Linked DNA regions of Mus musculus: region 2 is linked to region 1. The links are chromatin contacts, called in public HiChIP or PLAC-seq maps. All regions are on one chromosome and are shown on one strand. The core of a region is the stretch at or near the end of the contact, and the rest is flanking DNA. Distances in the headings are between cores, read along the strand shown. Region 1 overlaps Ppp6r2 (protein phosphatase 6, regulatory subunit 2). Region 2 holds the start of Tubgcp6 (tubulin, gamma complex associated protein 6).

Evidence for each region. HiChIP or PLAC-seq counts read pairs in DNA pulled down with a chosen protein or histone mark.
Region 2: an H3K4me3 HiChIP or PLAC-seq map of bone marrow-derived macrophages shows a contact between it and region 1, with 4 times the contacts expected there. The contact joins the promoter of Tubgcp6 here to the enhancer-like site in region 1. A contact is called at or near these places in 14 of 39 promoter capture datasets (the C10 cell line, the HPC-7 cell line, cranial neural crest and 10 more), 1 of 484 Hi-C or Micro-C datasets (bone marrow-derived macrophages), 4 of 115 datasets of contacts at active chromatin or transcription factors (the 230-238 cell line, bone marrow-derived macrophages and embryonic hindbrain) and 4 of 9 other capture datasets (adipose tissue, liver, macrophages and 1 more).

Annotation. Positions count from the first base shown.
Region 1 is chr15:89,236,483-89,243,215 of GRCm38.p6, reverse strand. It overlaps Ppp6r2 (protein phosphatase 6, regulatory subunit 2), which reads right to left. Exons shown (of 25, transcript NM_026813.2): 2 at 928-1,056. Among named protein-coding and RNA genes, the nearest start is that of Ppp6r2, 28 kb to the right of the region's middle. Within about 2 kb of position 3,030, at least 54 of the 459 cell types and tissues checked have an H3K27ac peak or open chromatin away from gene starts, as enhancers often do. A contact at or near this core is called in the HPC-7 cell line, adipose tissue, bone marrow-derived macrophages and 1 more, where this site is marked.
Region 2 is chr15:89,120,213-89,126,945 of GRCm38.p6, reverse strand. Tubgcp6 (tubulin, gamma complex associated protein 6) reads left to right here and starts at 3,796. Exons shown (of 25, transcript NM_001163319.1): 1 at 3,796-4,869; 2 at 6,273-6,436. The coding sequence starts at 4,129. It overlaps Hdac10 (histone deacetylase 10), which reads left to right. Exons shown (of 20, transcript NM_199198.2): 7 at 1-77; 8 at 240-305; 9 at 509-568; 10 at 645-734; 11 at 865-971; 12 at 1,056-1,120; 13 at 1,197-1,449; 14 at 1,550-1,634; 15 at 2,142-2,233; 16 at 2,358-2,414; 17 at 2,693-2,771; 18 at 2,945-3,127; 19 at 3,222-3,381; 20 at 3,467-3,643. The coding sequence ends at 3,480.

The DNA.
Region 1 (6,733 bases), core at 1,781-4,280:
TACAATTTATCAATTACAAGTGTGGTGGTGGCCCATGCAGAGGCAGGTCACTGTGAATTCAAGGCCAGCATGGTCTATAGTGAGTTCCAGGACAGCCAGGGCTACATAGACAGAGTTTGCCTCAATTTAAAGAATAAACAAATAAGCTTTATTTATCATTATTGTGTGTGTGTAATGTGCGTCAGTACAGGCGCATATATGCCATGGCACATATCTAGAGACCAAAAACCAATGTTTGGGGGTCAATTCTCTCCCTCCAACTTGGGTTCCAGGGATCCAACTGAGGTCATCCGGCTCCTGGAGTAAGAACTATTACCCATCAAACCATGCTGCCAGCCCTTTTCCTTTTCAGTTCCTATCAGTTGGGATAAAACATGCTCCTTAAATCTGTGGACCTGGGTCTTTGGTTTTTTATCACAGTGACAGAAAAGGAAGCAATGCCCAGAGCATGCTTTGTTCTTCACTACAGAGCAGAACAGAGCCGTCATAATGCTCAGTGTCCTCTCTCCTCTCTCGCCCTTTGGGTATTATCTTAATGTCTAATACAACAAAATGCTAGCAAGAAATGGCATTAACCAGGTGTGTGATGTTCAGCTGTAATCTCAGCATTCAGGACACAGAGGCTGGAGAATCCTAAGTTTAAGAGCAACTTTAGCAGCTGGGGGTGGGGGTGGGGGTGGGGGTGGGGGTGGGGCACTTGGGAGACAAGAGGCAGATATAGCTCGGTGTGTTCAAGGCCTGTCTGGTCTAAAGTGCTAGTTCCACAACAGGCAACACAGTGAAACCCTGTCTTAAAACCAAAAACAACCAACCAGTTTTGTCTACATAGTGAGATCCTATCATCTGACCTACAAATGTCCATCTATAAAATATATTTGAGTAACCTGTACATTATAAACTGTAATTTAATTGAAAAGATTACCTTACCTTCTATGGCAATACCTTGTTTAAATCTTGCATTCAGGCAAAATAAAAAGCATTTCGGTTTTTTCTTGTGTATATATGCAACTTTAAAAAAAGGTGTTTTCATTCAGGGAATAGTTTTGGCTGGTTTACCTGAAAATAAAAGAAAAAGTATTTAATTTTCCTTTATAGAGTTAATTTTGCATCTTAGTTTCTTTTCCTGATTCTGTGATAAAATGCAAGAACAACTTAAGGAAGGGCTGGTTTAGCTCTCCGTTCCAGGCCCTTCAGAAGGAACTGGGGGCAAGCAGTCAAAAACCACCTGTACTCAGCCCACCGTCTCCTCACACAGTCTAAGGTCTGCGCACAGAATGGCGCCGCCCACAGTGGGCAGGCCTTCCCACCTCAGTCACTGCAATCAGAATAGTCTGCAGACATGGCCATTTCCCAAGTGATTCTAATCCTGTCAAGTAGCTGACAATGTTATCACACTAACGAAAATGTCAGACCAAAAAGAAAAGAAAAGAAAAGAAAAGAAAAGAAAAGAAAAGAAAAGAAAAGAAAAGAAATCAAGAGCCATTATTGTGATTGTCATCTTGATGGGACTGAGAAGCACCTAGGAAGCTATAAAGCACTTCCGGGTGTGTCTGAAGGCATCCAAGAGATGATTGATTATGGTGGAAAGATCTGCCTTGAATGTATTGTTGATACCATCTAATACGCTCAGGGCCTGAAAAAAGAATAGCAGAAAAAAGGAGAGGCTAGCTAAGAGCTTTCTATCTTTTTCTTTGTCTTATTCTTTCCTTCCCTCCTTCCCCTCATTCTTTTCTATCCTTCCTGGTTCCCATGACGTGAGCTGTTCTGCTCTGCCATGGTCTCCCCACTGTGAAAGAGTAAGACTGCTCAGCCTATGAAACAAAATCATCTTCTCTCAAGTTGTTTATATGGGTATTCTGTCACAGAAATGTAAAACCAACACACCAGCCGGGCTGGGACTGTGTTTCTACTGTTATAAGCACTGGATTCTCTTCTAGAGGATCTGGGTTTAATTCCCACATCCAATTCTCCAGTTCTAGGGGACCTGATGCCCTCTTCTGGTCACCACAGTCATTCAACATGCACACATGAACACATGCAGACATACACATATAAGCAAAATACTCATTTAAATTAAAATGATTCGGGGGGAGTAGGCACTGTCATGACTAAACAATAGGGTTCTTTGTATTTTGAGAGTTTTTTTTTTTTTAAAGACAGTTTATGTAGCCCTGGCAGGCCTGGAAGTGACTATGTAGACCAAGGTGGCCTTACAGAAAGTTCTTTCACTGCCTCCCTGTGCTGAATTAAAGGCATGCCCCACCATATCCAGATTCACAGTGTAAGGTTTTATTGTTATTTTGTTTTGGTTTTGAGACAGGGTATCACAATGAGGCCTTGGCTGGCCTGACATTCACTAAGTAGACCAGGCTGGCCTCACACTCAGAGATCTAACTGCCGTCCACATGCTGGGATTAAAAGTGTGTGCCACCACACCCAGCCACAATGAGGTTCTTAAGACTCCAGAGCTCATGTGATTGTTGGAGGTATTTGGAACAGCTTGGAGAAAGACATTAGAAAGACTTTAGGATGCTACAAGATGAGATTTCTATGTAATTCTGCTGGGATCTCAGAAGATCAGAATACTGACAGGGGTGTGGGAAAGAAAGAGCAATTCTATATAGAAGCAACATCTATATTAGGAACTGGATTACAGGCCACTTGTATTACATTGCAGGGGGAAAATTCGTCTATATTCTGTCAGTGAATAGAGACTGTGTGGAGGCTGGGTTTATTTGTTTGTTTGTTTTTAATATGTATGGGTGTTTTGCCTGAATGTGTGTCTGGGGATTGGATGCCCTGGAACTGGATTTATAAATGGCTGTGAGCCACCAGGTAGGTGCTGTAAGTTGAATCTGGGACCTCTGGATAAGGAGTCAGAATTCCTAACCACTGAGCAATCCCTCTAGCTCCTTGAAGGCTAAGTTAAAGGTGAACAACTAGCTTCTGGTGCAGGCCCAGGGTCTCCCAAGCCCTTTCATTCCTGTCTCTCCAGACTTCCTCTTTATACTACCACAGCCTCTCAGCAGAGGCTCCTCCACCCTACTCATTTCCTGAGGCCTCTGCCTCTTGGTTCAGATTCAGCTTTCCCTTCTGGCTTCTCCACTCCTTTGTGTCAGCCAGCAGTCCTCAAAAACTCTTTTTACCAGGGATTCCCAGTGGCATGCTGGGCTGGTACAACGAAAGGCAATTTTCACTCTCCTTCCTGTCTATCCCCGCTGCTGATCTTTCAGGGGTGTGGTGTGTGTGTGTGTGGGTTAGTCTTAGTCCTGTAGCAGCCTACCTGCAAGAGCTCCCCCCTCCTGCCGTCTCCACTCACTGAGGACTCTGTCTCTTGGTGCAGATCCCAGCCTCCCTAGCTCTTCCCTGTGGACTTATTGCTTCATTTTGCTTTGAATATTTTTTTTGTCTTATTGTTCTTTTGCTTGTTTATTTTTTTATCTTTGTTTTGTAGGAGGAATTGTATTTCTTGACTTTGTTTGTTTATTTGTTTGTTTTTTTTGTTTCGTTTGTTTCTTTGAAAATAGACAGAAAAAAACAAAACCATTAAGTTGAGTAAGTAGGATCAGAAAGGAACCTGAAGAAGACAAAACCATGATCTTAAAAAAGTGATGAATTAGCTGATTATCTAGCACAGGAAACTCACTGCATGCTGGCGTTCAGGCTGAAGCATGGATATAAGTGGCTGCGCTATCTAGAGAAGCTCACAGCATGGGTATGAGCAGACCCACGGCAGAAGAAAGGCCTGAAAGCTTTCCACTTGCTCAGCAAAGCACCCCATGGAAAGTGGGGGCCTGGGGAAGTGTGGCTGTTGGAAAGGCAGAGGTGCTTAGAAAGAAGCCAAGTACTTGGCATCAGGACAATAGGAACCGGCCACTATCACTTTAGTTGAGGCAGAAAGCTTTTATGTCTTTTGAAAGACAGCTCTAGGCATCCGACTCATGCTCAGGCACTTAGGAAAGTGTTTCCCGCACATTCAGCCGTCTAAGCACCCATGGTCCAAGGGGTGCCAGCTACTGACCAAGCTGGCGGCAGACTGGGCACTGCCCATATGATGCTCAGGGCTGGTAGTCTGAGTGCTATAAAAACAAAAACAAAAACCAGGCCGAGCAAGCCAGAAGCAGCACCACTCCATATCCTCTATATCACCAGCTCCTGCCGCCCGCCAGGCTCTTGCCCTGTGTTCAGTGATGAACTATAAGGCAGAAGTGTAAACAAAATAAAACCTTTCCTCCCCATATTGCGTTTGGTCACAGTGTTCTATCATAGCTATAGAAACTCTAAGGCATAAAATTACTGAGGCTTCCATTCTGGTTTCAAAGAAAAGTCTGGAAGGTCAGGCAATGTGTAGTAGGGTCTGGATCCCCAAAGAAAGGCCCTGGAGAGAGTGATGCTTAACTCTGTAAAGGTAAGGCCAAGATTCAATGGAGACTCCAGGAGCCAAATGTGCTGTCTCATATAGGTATTCCCAGCACTGGCAAGACTGAGGCAGGAGGATTACAGTGAGTTTGAGGCCAGCATGGATTACACAGTAAGTAATAAGTAAGTAAGTAAATAAATAAATAAATAAATAAATAAGGCTAGTGAGATGGCTCAACAGTTAAGAGCACACACTACACTTATAGAAGACAAGGGTTCAATTCCCAGCACCTACATCTGTCAGCCCACAACCACCTGTAACTCCAGGGCTATCTGATGTCTCTGGCCTTTATGAAGGCCTGCACTCATATACGTATACCTCCTTCCTATGTGCATAACTAAAAATAAAATAAAGAAATAACTCCAGAAGTCAGAGTTGTCACAAACATGGAATGTGTGCTGGGAAAACTACAGCAAGTGAACAGAGTAGCCCAAGAGAAAAAAAGGCCGGTGGTTATAACCAGCAAGGCTACAGGGGTGATAAGCTGTTCAGGACCCAGCCTTGGGAACTTACATCACACCTCACACCTGCTCCAAATGCCAGGCATGGAGCTACAGGGTTTGTGTACACACATCAATGCATGGAGCTACAGGGTTTGTGTACACACATCAATGTGTGTGTGTGTGTGTGTGTGTGTGTGTGTACATGCCATGGCATACATGGAGAGGTGAAGACAACTTGTGGTTGTCAGTTCTCTCCTTTCCACTTGTATATGGGTCCCTGGAATCAAACTCAGTTGTCAGGTTTGGCAGCAAGTGCCTTTATGCACTAAGCCATCTAGCCAAGCAAGAGAACATCTACAAGATTTAACTGTGGCCTGCCCAACTCTAGTCAGATACATCCTCACTATTCTCCAATTCCTTTCTTTTGGAAATATTTGAAAAACTTGACATTATTAAGAATCTACGCTACTGTATACTGAAAGTATGTGACTTTTTGTTTTTGTTTTTGTTTTTGGAGACAGGGTTTCTCTGTATAGCCCTGGCTGTCCTGGAGCTCACTTTGTAGACCAGGCTGGCCTCGAACTCAGAAATCCGCCTGCCTCTGCCTCCCGAGTGCTGGGATTAAAGGCATGCGCCACCACGCCCGGCTGTGACTTTTTTTTACTTTACAGAACTTACAGCTTAGAATTTTCAGAGTTTTAGAATAAGCTTTGGATTTAGAATTTTAAATAACACTGGAAAGAACTATTAAAACTACCAGACCTCTTAAAGATAGATTTGCATTATACTCTCAACATGAGACTTTTGGGAGTCAAAAATGGATTATTACAGTTTAAGGAGATGTGTTTGGATAACAAGTTGACAAGGGATAGACCTGTAGTGGTCAGAATTAGTTAAACACACTCTGGTTGTGTCTGAGTGTGTTTTTAGAGAACGTTAATTAAGTGTATTAAGACCTACACTGGAATAGACAGCACCAATTCTTACACTAGGAATACAAATGGAATAAAAGGAGAAAATGAAGCCAGGCAGTGGTGGCACACACCTTTAATTCCAGCACTTGGGAGGCAGAGGCAGGTGGATCTCTGCGTCTCTGGACAGCCTGGTCTACGGAGTGAGTTCCAGGACAACCAGGACTACACAGAGAAATTATGTCTGGGGAAAAAAAAAACGGGGTAAGGGGGGGAGAGGCGGAGAAAGAAGCAAGCTAGTATAGGTATATAGGCATTTCTCCCCCCCCACACACACTTCCTTGCCAGCACAATGTAACTACTTTTTGTTCCACCATACCTGACATGATAGATTAAAGCCTCTGAAACTGACTGTGAGCCCAGAATCATCTTTCTACCCTTGGTTTGTTTTGCTCAGCTGGTCACATTATCTGGTGTCATTATCTGGTCACACTGACATAAACCTGACACATTACCTTTAGTTAGTATCCAAATCACCAGAACATTTCATAATTATGGAACTAAAAAAACTCATGCTACTTATTCTTCAAAAATTTAGTATTGCCTTGGCGGTGCTGGTACACACCTTTGATCTGAGTACTCAGGAGGCAGAGACAGGAAGATCTCTGTAAGTTCAAGGCCAGACTGGTCTACAGAAAGACTTCCAGGACAGCCAGGGCTACAGAGTGAGACCCTGTCTGGAAGAAAAACAAAAATAATTTAGTATTAATATGAATCCATTCTATTTGACTAACTGGGTCCGTGGCTAGAACGTCACCCCAAACAATCCACAGACAATGGGTGCTGTGAGTGTGATTACAGTATCATGTACTCAGGGGACTGAGAAAAAGGATCTCTGGAGGCCAAGAGTTAAAGGCCAGCCTGGGCAACACTAGAAGACATTGTTTTGTTTCTTTTGC
Region 2 (6,733 bases), core at 2,547-5,046, 120 kb after region 1:
TTCTCCCAGAGTCTGATGCAGATGCAGTTGGCCAAGGGCAGGGCCAAGGTTTCACTGTCAATTTGCCCTGGAACCAGGTACCAAGTCCCCCTCCCCCCTCCGTCCAGCCTACGTCTCCTGTGAATGTCTCCTGGGGCATTCTGCAAGAGTCTCCCTGGACTTTGGATCCCAGGGGTGAAGACCGTGATGTCCTCATTTGCAGGGCTGGTCCCCTGATGCCTGCTTTGCTTTTGCTGCAGGTTGGGATGGGAAATGCCGACTATTTGGCTGCCTTTCTGCATGTGCTGCTCCCACTGGCCTTCGAGGTGACTGTGTGGTGGGTGTCCTCCTAGGCTTACCCAGAGTCCCACTGTGAAGACTGGAGAGTTGAAAGCCACTCCAGTGTATGAATGGGAGTAGGGAAGGTGTCTCAGAAAGTCTAACCTTATGTGAGTGGGTAGCACTGGGACCTCCCCTTCACCTGGGCTATTGCTCTCTTTGGTTCCTTCCCACCGGATCCTGCCTATAGTTTGATCCTGAGTTGGTGCTGGTGTCGGCTGGATTTGACTCTGCTATCGGGGACCCTGAGGTGAGAACATGGCCTGGCTTGGGAGTAATGTAAGGTTCTGGGGGCCCAGGTCCTTATCATACTTACTGTGTTTCAGGGGCAGATGCAGGCCACCCCTGAGTGCTTTGCCCATCTCACACAGCTGCTGCAGGTGCTGGCTGGTGGCCGGATTTGTGCTGTGTTGGAGGTAAGTGCCCAAGGGCCAGGGGAGGGGAGGGCACCAGATGTGAGAGTCAGTCGAGATTAGGTGTTCTGCCTGGTACGGCCACTCACACTAGTGACATCCCTCCTCTGTCCCATTTCAACGCTCTTCCTAGGGTGGCTACCACTTGGAGTCCCTAGCACAGTCAGTGTGCATGATGGTGCAGACACTGCTTGGTGACCCCACACCTCCCCTTCTTGGGCTCATGGTGCCATGTCAGAGGTTTGAAGACTGGAGAGCCAGTGGGAGGGGGGGATTGAGGCTGGAGGGGGGGAGTCAGGCTTACAACTCTACTTCTTGCCATAGTGCCCTGGAGTCCATCCAGAGTGTCCAGACAGCCCAGACCCCTTACTGGACAAGCCTCCAGCAAAGTCAGTATGGCTTGGACCTGGGTTGGTGGCTCCACTCTGAGCTTCTTTGCAGTGACTGTGACTCTGAACCGTTTAGATGTGGCCCCAGTTCTGAGTTCCAGCACCCACTCTCCTGAAGAGAGATCTCTGCGTCTGCTTGGTGAGAGCCCCACATGTGCAGTAGCAGAGGATTCACTGAGCCCCCTCCTGGACCAACTGTGCCTCCGCCCTGCACCTCCAATCTGCACAGCGGTGGCCTCGACTGTACCAGGTGCTGCTCTGTGCTTACCTCCTGGAGTGCTCCATCAAGAAGGGTCAGTCTTGAGGGAGGAGACCGAAGCCTGGGCCAGGTGAGGAGAGCGGATCTGAGGACGGGGCTGTACATGCCTTGCACCTGTGTCACTGATACAATTTTGATTTCCATGTGTCCTTCTGGCCTGCCCGTTACAGGCTTCACAAATCCCGGTTCCAGGATGAGGATCTTGCCACACTGGGGAAGATTCTGTGTCTCTTAGATGGAATCATGGATGGGCAGGTAGAGTCGCCGGGGCTACAGCTGAAGATGGTGGCGGTGGCATGTACAAGGGGTTGACATGTTACCTTGGGCAGGGAAAGTGGACGATTTAAAGTGTAGTTTTAGGGCTGGAGAGATAGATAGATGGCTTAGTGGTTGAGAGTACTGACTCCTCTTCCAAGGGTCCTGAGTTCAAATCCCAGCAACCACATGGTGGCTCACAACCATCTGTAATGGGATCTGACGCCCTCTTCTGGTGTGTCTGAAGGTAGCTACAGTGTACTTACATATGACCATAAATAAATCTTAAAAAACAAACAAACAAAACCTGTAGTTTTAAGCAATTTGGCTTTTAGAATCGGGGGCGATTTGACCTTGTAGTGTAGGGAAAGGAGGTTAGTATCAGCCATTTGGAAAAGACCAGAACAAAGCGTGAATGGGTTTAACCTAAGGTCTGGGAGCTGGCATTGACTCCTGAAAGTCCTCCAAAGAGTGTGTGTGTGTGCCAGCCTGTTGTTTATTCTGTAGATAAGAAATGCCATAGCAACCACAACTGCCCTCGCCACAGCAGCAACATTGGATGTACTCATTCAGCGATGCCTAGCTCGCAGAGCTCAGAGGTAAACTCTGCTTGGTTGACTTGAGTCCCCAAGGACCTGGGAGTACCCACTCAATGGCATAGGGAGGGCCCTCAAATGGATACTGGACAATGTGAGCCCAGCCCATCCTGGGTCAACTTCTTAGGGTGCTCTGTGTGGCCCTGGGACAACTGGATCGACCCCTGGACCTTGCAGATGATGGGTATGATTCTCTAGCTTATACATCTCAGTTGTGCATGGACAGGTAGTGGGCATGTGACTGGGAATCCAGGGTCACCGTTGGGTGAGAACACTGCTTCCCATAGGTGCAGTTTGAGAGTGGATGCCCCAGAACACAGTGCCATACCAGGTTGACAGTCACTTACGCCCCCACCCCCCTGGCCCCAAGCTCTCCTCTGTCTTTTATTGATAAGCCCTGGGAAGGGTGAGCAGGGTCTCCTGCATTATGTGTCTATGGCCCTGGTGCTTTCTCTTGAGAAGGAGAATTCTGTGGCTCAACATCCGGGGCAAGGATGCAGCCATCCAGTCCATGTTCCACTTCTCCACTCCACTGCCACAGGTGAGTGGCTGTGTTGGGGTTGGAGAGCTTCTCCGCCCCCCCCCCCCCGCCGGTCTCTCTGGGGGTTCCTGTTCACAACCCAGGGTCCCTGAGATTGGGGGTGGGGTGGGCGACAGGAGCCACTAGCAGTGCCCTTTAGATGAGAGTCTGAGGCTCTGCTATTGTCCCTACAGACAACTGGAGGGTTTCTGAGCCTCATTCTGGGTCTGGTACTGCCCTTGGCCTATGGTTTCCAGCCTGATATGGTGTTGATGGCACTGGGGCCTGCCCATGGCCTGCAGAACGCTCAAGCTGCTCTCTTGGCTGCAATGCTTCGGAGCCCAGTAGGGGGCCGAATTCTAGCTGTAGTGGAAGAGGTAAACTGGGTAGGGTGGCTACGTTATATGGGTGGAAGGTGGGCAGAAACAACTGTCTCATTGCGGCGCCCAAACCCCACTCTCTCCGAGCCAGGAATCCATACGCCTGCTTGCAAGGAGCCTGGCGCAGGCATTGCATGGAGAAACACCTCCCAGTCTGGGTCCTTTCTCGAAGGCCACTCCAGAGGAGATCCAGGCTCTGATGTTTCTAAAAGCTCGGCTGGAGGCTCGCTGGAAATTGCTGCAGGTGGCTGGTGAGGCACACAGGGGCAAAGGCGACGCCCTACGTTAGAACTACGTGGAGCCAGCTTCACCAACGAGTCAACTTTGCTTTTCCAGCTCCTCCACCATAATAACAGTGATTGCCAGTCGCTTGAAATCGGTCAAGGTGGGCGATTCACACGTGAAAAATAGCACACTCGGGCCCCAGCGAACCATGGCCCGAGACCTACGTCCCGTCTGCGGCCCAGGCGTCCTCTACCTCCAGAACAATAAACATCGGCCAAACACAACACATCTCTGTCTCCGTTACTGAGTTCACTCCCATCAAATTATCCAAGATGCTAGGTTCTAGCTCTGAAAGCTGAGGCTGAGGCCTCGCCCACTTAGGGCGGGCCTGATGACGTATTTCCCGTGCGTCTCCTGGTGTTGTCTGCCGTCGCGTGGGTGTGACGCCAGAGCGGCGGGAGTCCCAGTTCGGGCGTCCCGGGCTTGCAGGCTGGTCATGGGGCGTACGCATTCGGTCGGTAAACTTGTCATGGTCCGGGAGAGCCGAGGACGAGCGCCAGGTGGAGGCTGAGGGCTGTTAGGGTCGCGGCGTGTGGCCTCTTGCAGTGCGAAACCTGAGACGCGGATGCCGGGTTGCCGGGTGTGGAGCCACGGGCGGTCCGCTTTTTGAGCCTGGCTCACCTACGGTGAGCTTTGGCCTTTGAGAGCATGAAGTGACTCCTAGGTGCAAAGTTTACCAGTCAGGAGGGTCCTGGGCTGAAAAGAGAGTGACTATGGCCAGCATCACCCAGCTGTTCGATGACCTCTGCGAGGCTCTCTTACCTGCTGCCCAAGCTCGCCCCGGCCAGCGCAGTGTGAACAGGAAGAGGGCGAAGCGGAGCCTTAAGAGGGTGGCCTACAATGCCCTTTTCGCAAATCTTTTTCAAGAGGACACCCATCAACGGCAGCCCGACTCGTCGAAGCTCCCCGTGAAAAACAAGGTCCTCATGCTGTCCTTCGATTTGAGGGTGGGGGGCTTGGGGCCAGAGGCTGACCGTTTGGAGGAGCTCGTGGAGAAACTTGAAGCAGCCCCTGACTGTCCTTTTGTGGAGGTAGCATCAGTGTTGGACCTCTTAGTTCAGCTGGCAGGAAGTGGCCCCCCTCAAGTGCTGCGTAGAAAACGGGATTACTTCTTTAACAACAAGCATGCAGGCCGAAACATACCCTACAGCGGCTACGATTGCTATGACTTGAGTGTGTTTGAAATGGACGTTCGGTCATTTATCTCTGGGGAGGAGAATTTGTGTCATCACACGGTCCAGGAAGCGCTTCAGGTGATGGAGGCTGCCCCAGGCACTGGCCTGCCCACCGTTGGGCTCTTCTCAATTGGTGACTCTTGTGGTGACAGGTTTGAGAGAGACACCAGGGTCTCCCTCTTTGGTGCACTTGTGCATAGCCGCACCTATGACATGGATGTGCGACTGGACCTACCACCTGTGCCAGACAGCGCGGACTTCTCTGGACTAGCCATCAAGGTAGTATTTCTTTCCCTTTCAGTAACCCTAGAGGTTTGGAAAATTCTTTTACCTGGTACTGTTGGCAAGCTTCTGTCCAAGCCTCAGGTGAGCAGACAGTCATGATGTAGAGGTGTTGGGGAGGATTTGCTGGCATCCTTTTGCACAGGAATGTCCTAGCTGCTCACCAGTAAGCAAAACACAACGTGCACCTTTCCCATCCTGTTCCTCAAGAGCTTCTTGTTAAGTCACTTCTCTAGTGCTGTTAGTTCAGAAATCAGATTAATTAAAATGAAGAGAGGCAGTGGTGGTACACACCTTTAATCCCAGCACTTGGGAGGCAGAGGCAGGCGGATTTCTGAGTTCGAAGTCAGCCTGATCTACAGAGTGAGTTCCAGGACAGCCAGGGCTACACAGAGAAACCATGTCTCAAAAAGCAAAACAAAACAAACAACACCCCCCATCCAAAAGAAAGTCTGCCCTTAAGTTGTAGAAGCCACATCATTTCAAAGATACCTGGTGTGCATGCTTTGTATACCCCCTCACCTGTAACATGGGTTTCCCCAACCCACCTCCACGTCATTGAATAAATTATCATTTTCTCTTGTATTTTATTACTTGTAAATTTTGTTAAGAGGACAAACTATTACTTCTCAGTTTTGTTTTTATTTTTTATTTTTATTTTTGATTTCTCGAGACAGTTTCTCTGGCTGTCCTGGACTTGCTTTGTAGATCAGGTTGGCCTTGAACTCACAGAGATCTTCCAGTCTCTGCTTCCTGAGTGCTGGGATTAAAGTATCATGTTTGGCCCTCAGTTATTATTACTATTATTATTTTTAAAGGGAATATTTATTTCCAAATTTAAATGATGGTACAGCAAAATCTTGGCGTACATAACTTTCTCTAGGTTTAGTATAATTTTCTTTTTCTCCTGAGTGCTGAGGGGTCAGGCTTCATAAGGACAGGGTTTCAGTGTAGCTCATGCTGGCCTCAAACACATGGATATCTTCCTGCCTCAGTTCCAGGGTGCTGGGCTTCCTGTACGACTTCTTATGCTGTTTTCCCTAAATTGAGGCCATGCTGTATGTGAGGTAAAAAATTAACACCTTGTGTTTTGCAGTAGATCACTCTGTGCAGCCCAGTCTGGTTCCAGACTCAATTCTACTTCAATCTCAGTGCTGGGATGTCAGGCACACACCACACCTGCCTAGAAATTAATAGCGGATTATTTTAACTCTCTATGTCATCATGTATTGTGGAGGGGTGCATTGTGGAGTACACTGAGGAAAAGTAGACTGCTTTGCTAGGTCTGTCCCTCTAGGGAATAAATGGATGTGGATACAGTTTAAGTGTTCTATCATCACACTTAATAAATGCATACAGGGAGAGGTGGATAGTGAATTACTTTTTCCGGTGGTCTCCAGGTCCCACAGATTGTGGATCAGTGGGAAGATGAAGGTTTCCAGTCAGCTTCCAATTTAACTCCCGACTCCCAGTCTGAACCAAGCATGACCCCCGATTTGGACCTGTGGGAAGCTGTGCTCACATACGAAGCCAGCAAGCGGAGGTGCTGGGAGCGTATTGGATGGTATGTGACCTTTTCTTTGCCTTTAAATGCACTGTGCCTTTGCCCCATATCAACAGCTTACTTGGAAACTGCAGGCAGTTTGTAGGAATATCAGTGTTGAGAGTGAGAGGCTGCTGTTTCAGGTAAGCTAGTGTACGATCTTGTCTGACTTCCGTGAGGTGAGAGAAGCGGAAGAGAGAGGGACACTAACACCTTTCACCTTAGTGGAGTTAACTCTGTGAGTTCCCTCTGCAGCTCAGTCTTGCTTTCCACCAGGAGTGTTAGACAGGTGTGCTAGAGCAGCTAGTAGGCTCTGTG